3 separate regions of the Mus musculus genome follow, and regions 2 and 3 are each linked to region 1. The links are chromatin contacts, called in public Hi-C maps. All regions are on one chromosome and are shown on one strand. Each heading gives the region's core, a stretch centred on a gene start, on an enhancer-like site or on the middle of the called end of the contact. The rest is flanking DNA. Distances are from core to core; before and after follow the strand shown.

The links. Hi-C and Micro-C count contacts between places; a contact is called where the count stands out from the background.
Region 2: a contact with region 1 is called in a Hi-C map of cortical neurons, with 7 times the contacts expected there. The contact joins two enhancer-like sites. A contact is called at or near these places in 1 of 39 promoter capture datasets (hippocampal neurons), 9 of 484 Hi-C or Micro-C datasets (the AML12 cell line, brown adipocytes, cardiomyocytes and 5 more), 4 of 115 datasets of contacts at active chromatin or transcription factors (acute myeloid leukemia, epiblast stem cells, large pre-B cells and 1 more) and 1 of 9 other capture datasets (embryonic stem cells).
Region 3: a Hi-C map of cortical neurons shows a contact between it and region 1, with 2.2 times the contacts expected there. The contact joins two enhancer-like sites. A contact is called at or near these places in 2 of 15 datasets of contacts at CTCF or cohesin (embryonic stem cells and stem cell-derived epiblast-like cells), 10 of 484 Hi-C or Micro-C datasets (the AML12 cell line, brown adipocytes, cardiomyocytes and 6 more), 10 of 115 datasets of contacts at active chromatin or transcription factors (bone marrow-derived macrophages, embryonic forebrain, embryonic stem cells and 4 more) and 1 of 9 other capture datasets (embryonic stem cells).

The regions. Positions count from the first base shown.
Region 1 is chr11:73,280,102-73,284,616 of GRCm38.p6, reverse strand. Trpv3 (transient receptor potential cation channel, subfamily V, member 3) reads right to left here. Exons shown (of 18, transcript NM_145099.3): 7 at 2,803-2,943; 8 at 744-1,024. Among named protein-coding and RNA genes, the nearest start is that of Trpv3, 15 kb to the right of the region's middle. Within about 2 kb of position 2,691, at least 152 of the 459 cell types and tissues checked have an H3K27ac peak or open chromatin away from gene starts, as enhancers often do. A contact at or near this core is called in the AML12 cell line, cerebral cortex, cortical neurons and 4 more, where this site is marked.
Region 2 is chr11:74,544,603-74,549,117 of GRCm38.p6, reverse strand. The region is part of intron 2 of Rap1gap2 (RAP1 GTPase activating protein 2); the gene reads left to right. Among named protein-coding and RNA genes, the nearest start is that of Rap1gap2, 43 kb to the left of the region's middle. Within about 2 kb of position 1,992, at least 195 of the 459 cell types and tissues checked have an H3K27ac peak or open chromatin away from gene starts, as enhancers often do. A contact at or near this core is called in the AML12 cell line, cortical neurons, hippocampal neurons and 2 more, where this site is marked.
Region 3 is chr11:74,524,218-74,528,732 of GRCm38.p6, reverse strand. The region is part of intron 2 of Rap1gap2 (RAP1 GTPase activating protein 2); the gene reads left to right. Among named protein-coding and RNA genes, the nearest start is that of Rap1gap2, 64 kb to the left of the region's middle. Within about 2 kb of position 2,037, at least 36 of the 459 cell types and tissues checked have an H3K27ac peak or open chromatin away from gene starts, as enhancers often do. A contact at or near this core is called in cerebral cortex, cortical neurons and forebrain, where this site is marked.

The sequences.
Region 1 (4,515 bases), core at 1,442-3,941:
GTGGGCTCCAGGCCTGGCCTGACCTCAGGGCAGCTGACTAGGAGAGGTACAAGGATACACAGCTGGAATTGCTCAATAGATGCTAACTATCCAGTGTTCTTCCACAGTCTCCCAGAAGCCACACTCCCCTCCCAAGATCCATTTCCTGAGAAGAAATCTTATATCAGCCAGACCACAGCTCCAGCCACAGAGAAACACATCAGCCTGTCCCAGCCTAGGTCTTCCCAAGGTGCTCAGATCAGCCTGGAGTTCTTTGACCACATCACACAGGCAAAGGGGCCCATATAGCCACACTGTGCTGGAGAAGAAGCCTGACCAACAGACTAAGATCCTCCTATTTGCCAGGGAGAAGCCCATTGGCTGTGGACCCAGAGTAGCCATTCTGGAACCACTGCCCCCTCCCCAGCCCTCCCCCCAAGAAGCAAGCCTGAAGGACAAACACACAGCCTGTGGTTGAGTGTCACCACTCAGGAATGCTCAACCACAAAGCACCTGAGATATTGCATCACCTTGGCCTCAGGGATTTCCCAGTCTGGCCCCACCTAGGAAGTCCCAGGAAGAGAGCATGAACTCAGGGGTGCAGGATTGATGTCTTGGGGTGGCCCACGTGCTGGATTTCACTGAGCCACCACTGCACTTCCAGACCTAAGCTGCAGCCTTCCCAGAGTTGAGGCTGGAGCCCTGTGGGCTCCTCAGAAGTGCACCACGTTTCCCCAGCCCCCACATCTGCTGCGGGGCCCCACCTCAGCCTTGCCCATCTTGGCAGCCAGCTGCAGTGGTGTGAGCCCATCGTTGTTGCGCATGGTCTCCAGCTCCCAGTTGCCACTCCTCAGCAGGATCATGTCATACATGCGCTTAACGAAGTCATTCTGAGTCTTGAAGTCCTCAGCCACTGTCACCAGCGCGTGCAGGATGTTGTTTCCCCGGGAATCCTGGGAAGTGATGTCTGTCTGCTCATTCTCCATCAGCAGCTGCACAATCTCAGGCTGGTTAGTACACGCTGCCAAAGCCAGGGGTGTCTCGCCTGGGGGGAGGGGAGTGACTGAGCTCAGTCCTCTCATAGGCCAAAAGCAATATCCTCCAGGCCGCAGTCCCAGAGGCCCAGATGCTGGCCATCACAGCGGCACTGACCCCTGAGGCTCCCTGACCACCTCCCCTTTGCTCAGTGAAGACTGAAGTGGGTTTACACCATAGCCACCTGTGCTCCCTGCTCCCCACTGACTTTCCAACACTCTGCTCAGCAGAGGAGCAGAACATCTCCTCTAGGTCCCCCACTTACCCAGCACCCTGCACAAAGCCCTCTCTCTCATCCTCTCACCCATGCTCACACCTCTCCTGTCACAATGGCCTCCTTACTCCAACAAGAGACATTCTCTAAGCTCTGGGCCTTTGCATACACTGCTATGCTTCCTGCAGCTGCTCCGCGCTGACCATTCCCAGTCTTCGCTCAGATCCCACCTTCTTGGTGACTCACTCTCAATGCCCTATTTAGATTTATAAACCCTTCCACCCACCCAGACAAAACTCTGGGTTCTTCTCCCTCTTTTTACTCCCACCTGTGCCCTCTCTTTATTCCACCCAGCAAATGTTTCCCAACTCTGGCTTTAATTAGGTCCTAGGCTGGGCAATGAGGACACATGACTGACCGAGCAAGAAGCTGTCCTCAAAGATTCCCAGACTCATCTGGTCCTGCTGACTAAAAACCCAAAGGTGGGGAAGATGGCTCAGTGGGTAAGACTGCTTGCTGTGCAAGCATGAGGAGCTGGGTTCAAATCCCCAGCACCCATGTAGAGAGCTGGGCATGGTTGGCACAGGTGCAGAGACAAAGTCTCTGGGGCTTACTGGCCACCCACCTAGTTCCACCACATTTTGACTCAAGGGAAAAGGATGAAAAGTAATGCAGGGAACACCAGTGTCCCCTCTGTCCTCTGTGCCCACATTCACATACACCTCACGTATAAACCGTACATACACAAGAGAGACAGAGAGACACAGAGCAGTGACAGTCAGGCCCAGTGGGGCTTCCAACCACCCATCCTGACTGGGATGGTGGTGGCATAAAAGTAACAAAACTGTACACTAAAATGGGTGGATTTCACTATACCTAAAGTACACATTTTTTTTTAACCCAAAGAATTTGTAAAGGCAATGTAAACATTGTCAGAAGAGGGGGAAAGATGTTTGTGCCAATTCTAACCTCCCACCAAAACATACACACATACATGTACATGAACACATACACACATACATGCACACGCGCACACACACACACACACACACAGAGAGAGAGAGAGAGAGAGAGAGAGAGAGAGAGAGAAATGAAACAGTAAATAAACCAGGTTTGAAGGAAGGACATTACAGAGTCTGTCCTTTTGTTTGACCACAAAGTTCTGGAGGTTCTGGAACCTCAGGCTTACACAGAAGCTCCCCCTGTAAGGACATCTTTCTAACACACACAACAAAACTGGGTTTGGATTGCTGCGCTGTCAGGGATTCTCCCCCTTCACTCTGCCAGTCTGTCCAGATGTCACACACACACACACACACACACACACACACACACACACACACACACGTCTTTATTCTCTCTGCAGGTGTGAGCCCTACTGCTACCAGGTAGTACTGTCAGGCAGGCTCCTCCACCTGACTCAGCACCAACCCAGTCGTAATGCACATGCGCGCACGGAGGAGACTCTGTGTTGTAGCACCCCTGTGTGGTAGGGCTGGTCGCAGCAGAGCACAGGACAGAAAGCCCCTCCTCCTCCTCTCTCCCCCATCTTCCGCTCCTGCGGCATCACCTACCAAAATAGAAGCCTTCATGCTGGTATTTGGGGTTGAAGAAGACCCCCTTGGCGTGAGCATTGACGTCAGCACCCGCTGCTATAAGCACTGCTGTGATGTCTCCCTGGCGCCGCTCGATGGCGATGTTCAGCGCTGTCTGCCCTGTAAATAGCCGGCATGGGTGCTCAAGGACCTAGGACAACCTAAAGCTGATCTTGGAGTCCCCTTGACTCCAGGTGGCAGTAGCTGACTGAAAATACTAAGGGTGTAGATACCATGTATGGGGATACCCTGTTGATACCAGTTGAATTCTGGGAAAGCAGGAATGAGCTGCACCCCGCAACAGAGAAAACCAGAGCAGGGGTACCCATGACCTGCTGCAAAAGCAACAGCAAGGGCTTGGTAAAGAGGCTAGGGAAGGCTGAAAAGGAGGATGTGTGGCCAGGACAGAAAAGCCTTACTACAGGGACAAATAAGGTTAGTACATTAACTCTATCAAAAATGTGTTCAACCTCTCCATGGGGGAAATCGACCATGAGCAACAAACTCCAAACTTGCCCTCAAAAGGATTTCACTAGGCAGGTCTATTGGCCCAGTTATTCAGCAGACAGGGGCAGGAAGATCAAGACTATCTGGGCTGTGAAGTGAGTTCAAGGCCAACCTGAATAACTTAGTGAGACTGTAGCTCAAATGTTTTTAAGAAGAGGTGGGGATATAGCTCCATGGTCCAAGCACTTCCCAGGACCGCCACCCCAAAATTGAAGGGATCTTGTGCCATAGGATCCTGAACTATAAACAAAAAGAAAGAAAAGCACAGAAGGGGTGGGGGGAGGCAGGACAAGTAAGCCTCAGACACTTGTCTGAACCTCCGCAGGACTGGTGTCTGCTCTCAAGTGACAGACTGAGAACAGGATGTGGCTCACTTTCACTCTTTTCGTTCAGCCATCAATCACAGCAATTCCTCCCCGGGGTTCCCGCCCCTCCTCCATAGTGCCATGACTTTCCCTTGTGAAAGTATGTAGAGTTCAAATAATAAATCAAGATTGCTTTACCCATGAGGAGGGTTAAAGACCCCTATCTGAGCCCCTCCCCCACCCAGAAAAGTTGAGGTGTTTACACCTCCTGGCATGTCAGCAAGACAGCTGATCATGAGCTAATCACTCCTAGTAACTGTGACAAGCTGTGTACTGACTCCAGAGACTCAGGGCATAGCCCGTTAACAGTTCATAGTGTGTTTCCTGGTCAGGGAAACAAGGTATTAAATTATATTCCCTGGCTCCACAAAACCAGACTGAAATGGGACCGCTTCTATCATTCATGACTGCAGGGCTGACTGCTGGCTTTGCTGGCCCCCTACCCAGCTCTCCAGCCTCATCTCCAGGCTTCTGCTTCCTTCTTTGTTCGCTTCTTTGCTTTGTGGTTCTTGAGAATCTAACAGTGTCTTGCACATGCTAGGGAAGCTCTCCTCAATTGAATAACACCCCCAGGCCGTGCCATCTTCCTAGTGTCAAATCCAACAAGCCCTGGCCCATCTTGGGGCTCTGACCCTGACCCTGCTCTGAATCCTTCCCATCAGGTAAGCTTTGGTCAAGCCCACCACTGTACAGTTGCTCACCCCAGTCACTTTCTGTCACATTACATCATCTTTACTTCTGTTCCTGGCACATTCCATATAAAGTCGTCTTTTTACAAGCATCAAGGTTTCCTGACTTGTTCACCCACGCTCAGCATTAT
Region 2 (4,515 bases), core at 743-3,242, 1.3 Mb before region 1:
CAAGCACACCAGTGCTCTGTGCCTTTGATGGAGCTGTCAGTGCCAAGGTCAGACAGAGGCAGGAGGAATGTAGGTTGTCCATGTCTCATGAATATTCAATGAGCACCCACTTTAAGCCCGCCCTGCTTCAGGGGCTGGGATTCCTTTGTTGAATCCTGGCTCGGTTAGTCATTGATGCGGTCATGTGAGGGCAGAGCCCTGACCTCCTGACCCTGAAGGTGCAGATGACAAGATTCTCTGTCTCACGGGGATGTTTAGGATGAAATAAGCTAACACACTAAAGGCGATACAAAAGGCACTCAGTATATCCCTTTGCTCAGTCCTATTACAGAAGATAACGAGGAGTCAGTTGCAAATGGTCTCGCCTGCAAAGAGTTCAGGCTGTAGAGACTTAGTAGTCACCCCAAAGCATGAGGTAATCCCTGTAAAGATTTGGGAGGAGTGGGAACTTCCTTTTGGAGGGACAGCACATGACAGCCGAAAAGAGAATTCTCTAGGAGTTTGGAACAGAGAGAACATCCAGGACTCGGGGTCAGGAAGTGTAAGGAGCTGTTTCCTAAGCAGTGTGTCCTTCTCCACGACCCAGTGGGAGACTGTGGAAGGATGTATTGTAGGGGTATGGGAAAGTCTGTTCAGGGCGTTCACTGAATGTGGGGCTAAGGTGACAGGTGAAGTGAGCTGCTTCCCTGGAGACTGGCATAGGGAGGCCAAAGCACCATGAATGTGTTACTGAGGAGCGTGGGGCTGAATCTCATGGTGACTCAGGGCTGCAGGCTACACTAGCGGTCCATCTCAGACAACACCTCAGAGTGTGAAAGGAGTTCCATGGAAACTGGGGTCTCGTGCTTGGGGGATTTGCAAAGCGGGTCTGCTGTGTATGTGAGGTCAAGCCGGTGTGTGGGGGAGTGTGACGCCCTTGACATAGACATAGAACGAATGGAAATCTGCAATTCATCCCCGTGGCCTTTGAACTTGGGTCCTTGAGCTCAGGATGGCTTACCCTGGATGAATGAAGAGTCTCATAGCCAGCAATGCTAGCAGTCTAAGTTTATTGAGTGTAGTTGCACAAATGGACAGGTGTTGTAGTATTTTCTTGTGGTGAGAGCCCGGGACTATGTGCTTCCAGACAATGGCCTGTGGGAAGGAAACAGTGAGGATAGGGCCTTCTAATTTATTTATTTTAGGGCTTTTTCAGTCTCACGTTGGGTTTCTATGTAGCCAAGGATGAGCCTTGACCTATCCTTTTGCCTCTACCTTCCAAGTGCTGAGATTATAAGTGTGTATCACCATGCCAGACCTGGGGTTACATTAGACGAGTGGTCAGCAAACAGCCTCTTCATAGAAGTGACAACTGAGAGGACCAGAGGCAAAGAAAGACTGAGTGTGAGAATATCTGGAGGTAGAGGAGCCCTCCTGGGACTGGAGGGCTGGGAACCGCTAGTACAAAGGCCTTGGGGTGGGAACCACTAGGCAGCAGTGAAGGTGAGGTGAAGAACACTCTTGGTGGTGGGTAAGCTGGAAATAACGACAGTTCTCCTTACTTCCAGAAGGTGGCAGTGTTGTCCCAGGACTGCCTGCTCATTTAGTGGTCGGAGGGGATGTATAGAACTAGACAGCTTTGTGAGTAGGAACCTGAGCCGTCATAGGTTTTATTCTGTCACAAGAAGTGGCAAATATGAAAGTTCTGACTAGGGTAGGTGAGCATGCCATAGATCTTGTTCATGACATGCCTTGCCTGCCTCCCCCGACCCCCACTTCCCTTCTCTGCTTCTTTGCCCTGCTCCCTGCCTTCTGTCTCTGCTCCCTCTCTTCATTGCTCGCTGGTGCAGCTGGCTTCCATCTCAAAGATAATTACTTGCTTTCCGGTGCCTCTTAGATAACGGGGACTGTTCCTTACCGCAGTGCCTGCCCCTCCTCCCAGGAGCTTCGGTTCTCAGTGAAAGGCTGAGGCTGACTGAGGTCGTGACCCCTCCCCCGACTGAGAATACCCACTTCCCTTCCTCCTACTGTCACACGCAGCTCTCTCCTCCAGCACTCCAGCAAGTTCCTGCTGCCTTTGATAGAGGCAGCCAGAGCTCGTGCTGCAAAGGGAGAGAAACCCAATAATCAGGCAGAGACAGGAGACAGCATCACGGCTCTGCTGTGAGGGGCCACTTCAGCCTACAGAGATAAAACTTCTCTACCGTAAGCTCTTTAAAAAATTTTTTTTTATTTTAATTTTTTAAACTGGGATGTAACCTCACCCTCAACATCTGAGTTTTATTTTATTGTGGCAAGAATGCTTAACATGAGATCTGCCATCCTAGTTGATAACAGTACCCATTTATTCTTGACTATAAGTTAGTTTCTTTTCTTGGTGTGTGTCACGAGTGTGTTAGGTATAGGTCATAGGTCAATCTCAGGTGTTGTTACTGAAGAGCTGTGTACTTCAACTTTTAAAAATAGATTTATTTTTTCTTTCTTTCTTCCTTTCCTTTCCTTTCCTTTCCTTTCCTTTCCTTTCCTTTCCTTTTTTCTTTTTTTGGTTTTTTGAGACAGGGTTTCTCTGTGTAGCCCTGGCTGTCCTGGAACTCACTCTGTAGACCAGGCTGGCCTCGAACTCAGAAATCCGCCTGCCTCTGCCTCCCAAGTGCTGGGTTTAAAGGTGTGCACCACCCCTGCCCAGCTAAGACTTATTTTTTAATTTTCTGTGGGTCGGTGTTTTTTCTGCCTCTGTCTGTACACCACGTTCATGTAGTGCCTAAGGAGACCAGAAGAGGGCATCAGCTTCCCTGGATCTGGAGTTGTGGGAGTCTAACCTGGGTACTCCAGAAGACCAGCCATTGCTCTTAACTGCTGAGCCATCTCTCCAGGTTCCATCATGATTTATTAAAGATAGTGTCTCACTGGAACCTGGAACTTGACAATTAAGCTAGGTGTCTAGCTTGTGAGCTTTTGGAATTCACCTGTTTCTGCCCCCCCCCCCAACCCCCCGCCAGATTCCGAATGTGCACCACCATGTCTGGCTTTTTGTGTGGGTGTTGGGAATTGAACTCAGGCCCTCGTGCATTTGTAGCAAGCAGTTTACCAACTCAGCTATCTCTCCAGCTCTTGCCCCACTCCGTCTCTCAGAGTCTCCTGCATCTTAGGCAAGTCTTTTCCCATTGAGCTGTGGCACCAATCACCAGGTATCTTTTTACTTTTTATTTTGAGACAGTGCCTCCCTGAGTTGCCCAGGCAGCTCCAGGACATGTAATAATTCTCTTGCCTTTTGACTGGTTGGAATTACAGGTCTGTGCCACCATGCCTGCCATGCCCTTAGAGCCTCCTCCTGAGTGGGAAGTTCAACTCCTTATCTCGCCACAGACTTTGAGATCATTGGTTAGATTTTTTTTTCTCACCTTCATTTGCAAAATGGGGATGGTAATGATAATTTTACATGGGTTGGGCTGTTCGAAAGTGCTTCAGCTATACCTGATAGAGCAGGTGATAAAACTCCATTTATTTATTTATTTATTTATTTATTTATTTATTTATTTATTTCCTATCATCTGTGTAGTCCTGGCTGTCTTAGAACACGTTCTATAGACCAGGCTGGGTTCGAACTCACAAAGATCCACCTGCCTCGGCTTTCTAAGTGCTGAGATTAAAAAGGCATTTATCACCATGCCTAGCTATAATATACTTATATTTATGAAATATTAATTTACTGTATTGTAGCAGCATAATAGCAATGCATCATTGTTATTCGACGCGTTCTCACGACCGGCCAGGAAGAACACCACAGACCAGAATCTTCTGCGGCAAAGCTTTATTCTTACATCTTCAGGAAAGGAGAGCAAGAAGCAAGAGAGAGAGAAAAGCAAGAGAGCGAAAAAGCAAGAGAGAGAGAAAAGCAAGAGAGAGAGAAAACGAAAACCCCGTCCCTCTTAAGGAGCATTCTCCTTCGCCTCGGACGTGTCACTCCTTGATTGGCTGCAGCCCATCGGCCGAGTTGACGTCACGGGGAAGGCAGAGCACAAGTAGTCATAAGATACCCTTGGCACATGCGCAGATTATTTGTTTACCACTTAGAACACAGGATGTCAGCGCCATCTTGTAACGGCGAATGTGGGGGCGGCTCCCAACATCTCCCCCTTTTTCTTTTAATAAGAGCAAATAGGCCACCCATATTAATGAGAGTGGAGATAGAGGTCAAATCCCCAGTGTGTAGGTAAAGGAGCCATGTACAGGATTAGCTCTTAGGCTTACAGGCTTTTACCCAGAGCAACCCTGACCTGCTCCCGTGTCGTTTTGCCTGGGGGAAGGGAACTAGGACACTGAACCTTCATGAAAGATGACATGTCTCCCTAGAATAGGCTCATATATGCCGCAGAGCCTTTCCATTGCAGTGCTTAGCCTTGCAACTCTCTCGGGCTGCTGAAGCACACTCACTCTATCCCGTGCAATGAGTCTAGCCTCATGGGATATAAGAGCTGAGTGGCCAGCGACCTATTGCCTAAGCATAGATAACCATATATCAGGGGGAGCTCCATG
Region 3 (4,515 bases), core at 788-3,287, 1.2 Mb before region 1:
CTGGTTTTTTTTTTTTTTGAGACAGGGTTTCTCTGTGTAGCCCTGGCTGTCCTAGAACTCACTCTGTAGATCAGGCTGGTCTCAAACTCACAGAGATCCACTTGCTTCTCCCTCCGCAGTGCTGGGATTAAAGGCGTGCGCCACCACTGCCCTGCGTTTTAAATTTTCTTATGAATGAAACCATGAAGGGTGTGCATCTTTTGTACCTAGCCTGATGGTTTTGAACCCAAGCAGTCACACCTATTGGGCTTTTGTTCCTTTGTGTTACTGAGGGACATTTCACTGGGTGGATGTATCAACATTTATTGATTGATACATTTGCCATTTCCAGACTTGACTATTTGGAATAAAATTTGCTTTATGCATTTTCATAGAAGTCTTTGTGAGATTCCTGTCGTGATCTCTGAATCCTCGCCATAGACTTAGGATGGCCTTGTGGCAACCTTCATTCATGGGGATGAAGTGATAGAGGCACAGAATTCGTTTTTAGCCTGAGATATGCAGCTAGTAAAAACTGGAGGCGAGTTTCTAATCCCAATTCAGATATCTCTGTATGTGTGTGTGTGTGTGTGGGGGGGGGTCTGTTGATTCTCAGGCTGTAGTATCGTAATGTTATTTGGGGGCCACAAAATGTAGGGCCAAATGGCTGTTCATCTCAATGGCTGTCTGCCCACAACTGCACCTAGCTAGCTGTATTACCATAGAAGCTGATATTGATACGAATGGTTTTGAATTGCCATGGAAAGGTTATGTGAGATTGCCTTTGAAAAGGACAACACCATAAGGCATTTAAAAGAAATGTGTAACCAAGGTCGTTACAGTAACAGCAAGCAAACAAGCACAAAGTCACATCGGTATAATTCTTCATCTCCCAGACAGTCAAGCCCAGACTGTGACTGGGCATGTGAGATAGTATATAAATAATACATGTCTTAGAATCCACTCCGTTCTTTGTAGAGCCAGGCAGAGAAGGTTTTTGGAGAGTCTGCCGGTTCTTGCTTCGAAGGGTGTTGTTGCTAAGCAATGTTACTAATATTATGGAGAGACAGCTTCCCTGAGACTTGCCTCAGCCGTGGAGACTTCTGTGGTTGCAAAGGGCTTAACAGGTAGCAGCCACTGAGAGTTTTGTGACGATTAAGATGGGGGCCAGGGGACCCTGGGAGGAAAGGTAGCACTGTAGGTTACTTGGCCAAACAAGCTCTTTGTTTCCTGGAATGAGTCCTGGGAAACCTCCATGCTAAAAAAGCACTGTCTAACGTTCCTCAGAGTCTGGGTACTCCAAAGAATTTCATTCAAATGTTCCCAGTGTGGGGAAAAAAATCAGTCACACAGCTTAGCAAAAATCAGGAAATCTGCAAGGGAGGGAGAGAGAGAACATGAATTTTAAGTATTTTGAGAAACTCAAGCAGTATTTTAAGCATTCCTCTCTTCCTTCTAAACACTCTTTTGATCCCCTGAGTAGATATCTGGGAAGTTCTGATTGAAATCACACCTGGAGTGCTTTCCCTAGACTCTGGGCACCCAAGGGATGTGAAGGGCTGGATGCCCAGCTGGAGCAGGCTCCGTGGGTTTCCTCCGTGTGGTTTCCTTCCCTGGGAGTTCGGAAATGCCACACGCTTTCCTAGACCTGTTTCCAAAAATTCGAGCTGGCTTGGGGCGGGGCCTCTGCTTGGTTGGCTGGCTTCCTGCAGGACCGCTGCTTTCGGGGTGTGTGTTTCTGGGAGCATGGGGTTGGGCAGCGGTTCCTATAAGGTTCCTAAGGCTTGTTTAGCGTCTTGCCTGTGGATGGCTTCCTGTAGCTGTCACTGTGGGTATGGGCCCTTTTAGGGGCTGTTGCCAGCCCTGGGAGGAGCTGTTAGCTGTCGAGAGGAGAGTTGGTGTGCTGGCAAAGACTCTTCCTCTCTCTCCTTTCAAAATGGAAACTGCTCTCCCACCTCGAATGACCTTCTCAGTCTTTCCCTCTTCCCACCCTCCGTCTGCCTTCCTGTCTCCCTCACGAGTTTTCTTTTTTCTTGTCTGATAGTGTAACTGTGTTGCTGCCCAGGAGGGGGCGCTGGTATACCTGCCAAGAAAGAAGGCAGTGCGGTTCCTAGGGCACAGGTGTGAGGTGTAAGGTGCCAGAGGGAGGCTGAGGAGTGGTTTCTCCAAGAATGTGTGTACATACATGTCCCTCAAAGTAGAAGGGTGTGGTGGTGATGTACTATGCTGTTTGAGATATTTCTTTTAAAGCTAGAATCTTTTTCCTATCTATCTATCATCTATCTATCTATCTATCTATCTATCTATCTATCTATCTATCTATCTATCTATCATACATGTGTGCTCTACCTATACACGTGATTGCCAGAAGAGGGCATCAGATCCTAGTATAGTTTGTGAGCCACCAATGTGGTTGCTGGGAATTGAACTCATGACCTCGGAAGGAGCATCAGACAAGGCTCTTAAACGCTGAGCCATCTCTCCAGTCCCTGAGGTTTTTTCTTTCTTTCTTTCTTTCTTTCTTTCTTTCTTTCTTTCTTTCTTTCTTTCTTTCTTTCTTTCTTTCTTTCTTTCTTTCTTTCTTTCTTTCTTTCTTTCTTCTTCTTCTTCTTCTTCTTCTTCTTCTTCTTCTTTTTTTAAACTGCTGCTTTTCCTTAAAGGGTTGATGATGCAGAGGTTAGCTGGAGACTCTATTCCTGCAGAAAGGGAGGAGCACTGCATCTGGCTGTACCCTGGCTTCAAAAGCTCCAGGTGCCCGAATCTTTCTTATTTGCTTTGTTTCAGAGCAGTGCCAGCCTAAGGTGGGAGTTGTCAGCTGGGGACTGTCTCTGAGACCAGGCGTGCTGACTACCTTCTGGCCTTCATGTGAATGCGTTTCTGCAGCCAGTTTACAGACTCAGAAAGCCCTTTTCTTTAGGAGTAGGCATGCGTGTCTGTGTGTCCGGCCCTGAGCGTGACGGTGCAGCTGTCTGTCCTCTGTTCATGATTAACTTGCTTGCATTCCTCCTCCTAGGCTCCACCAGTCTTTGAGTTTCCCCTACACGGGGGTGGGGTGTGGGGGTGGGGATATGGGGGGGGGGCGGCTGCCTGGCACTTTGTTTTTGAGGACTGTGGGCTTTAAGGATGGTAAATGAGGATACTGCTGGGGTAAGGTATGGGATGGGACCCAGAAAGAGATCCCCTCTGTGACCACCCCTGTCTTCCGTATCTTTAGTCCCTATGGCCTTGACCATGTCTCGGTCTACTAAAAAGTGACCTGAGAATATTTTCCAGTCACTCATGTGAAAAATGTCCCCTTTCCACTTCTCTTTCAAACTGTGATTTTTGGTTTTTTCAAAGACCATGCCTTGGTTTGGTGCAAATGCCTGACTGAAACTTCCAAGTCACCTGTTTTTCTGAATGAGTGAGATCAGTATGGAGGTCGGTCTAATGAGCGTGCTTGTTTTCACTACACTGATACCAATGTTTCAATGTCGGTAAAAACGCAAGCTGATGCAAGGACCACAAATGTAGAAGTAAATAATTGACAGTTCGACCTTAAGACTAAAGGTTGAGAAGGTGGCACAGGCTGGCCAATGCTGGGACGCAACTGTCTGGGCCACACTTTATGTGTTTGTTGGACATGGGCTTATTTGCAATGAGGTGTGTGTTAGCTCTTTGCAGTTAGAAATGACCTGGTTGGATAACGATAGACTGAGGATAGCCTTCCTTGTCTGTCCTCAGTTGTCTCTTGCAAGACTGGATTCATCTTGTTTAATAGATGTTGGTAGAGCACCAAGCCTAGAAGAGACGGGTGTGAGGAACTTGACATTGATTTCCTTGCCCCTTTGTGTTTCCTGGGTTGGGTACATGGCTGCGGGCTATGGGTGACGCCAGGCAGAATCGAGTTGGTGACAGGCTTGGTGACGGTGGAAAGAAACAGGGCTCACGTTCTGGTGTTTGGAGAAAGTTGCTGATGTTTTGGAGAAACTTGGTGTTTTTTTTTTTTTTTTTTTTTTTGCCACCTTGGGACTTTGGGGGAGCTGAGAGAGCCTAGAATCCCAAAACAAGAATGTATAATGGTGGAGAGATTTTGCACCTTCTTCTAATGCCTCTGTACCTGCTGTGCACTTGACCTGAACTAACTCCTGGGCAGTGGGGGATGGGTGGGAGCTGTTTACACTGCTCACCAGCTGCAGGCAGACTTTCCATTCAGATTTTACCTTTCCCTGTTCGTGAATAAAATATACCCCATGCTGGGCCACCCTCCCTGCCCCCTGTAGCTGAAGCTGTCCATCAATTATCCTGGAGGTGCTAAGTGCTCCCAGGGGCTCCAGAGGCCCTGCACCCTGGGCCAAAGCTATTTTTGTTTCCCCATTTGAGAACACTCACTTCCCATTCTTTCCCCCAGGCAGATTCTGAAGTCACCCCTGATGAAATCCTCGCAGCTGCCTAGCTGCCTAACCCATGGGTGGGGCTTTGGGGGGTGGGTCACTCCTGTCCGGTTATAAATAGAAGTCCATGGCTGTATCTGTGATCCCCCACCACTCAGGAGGC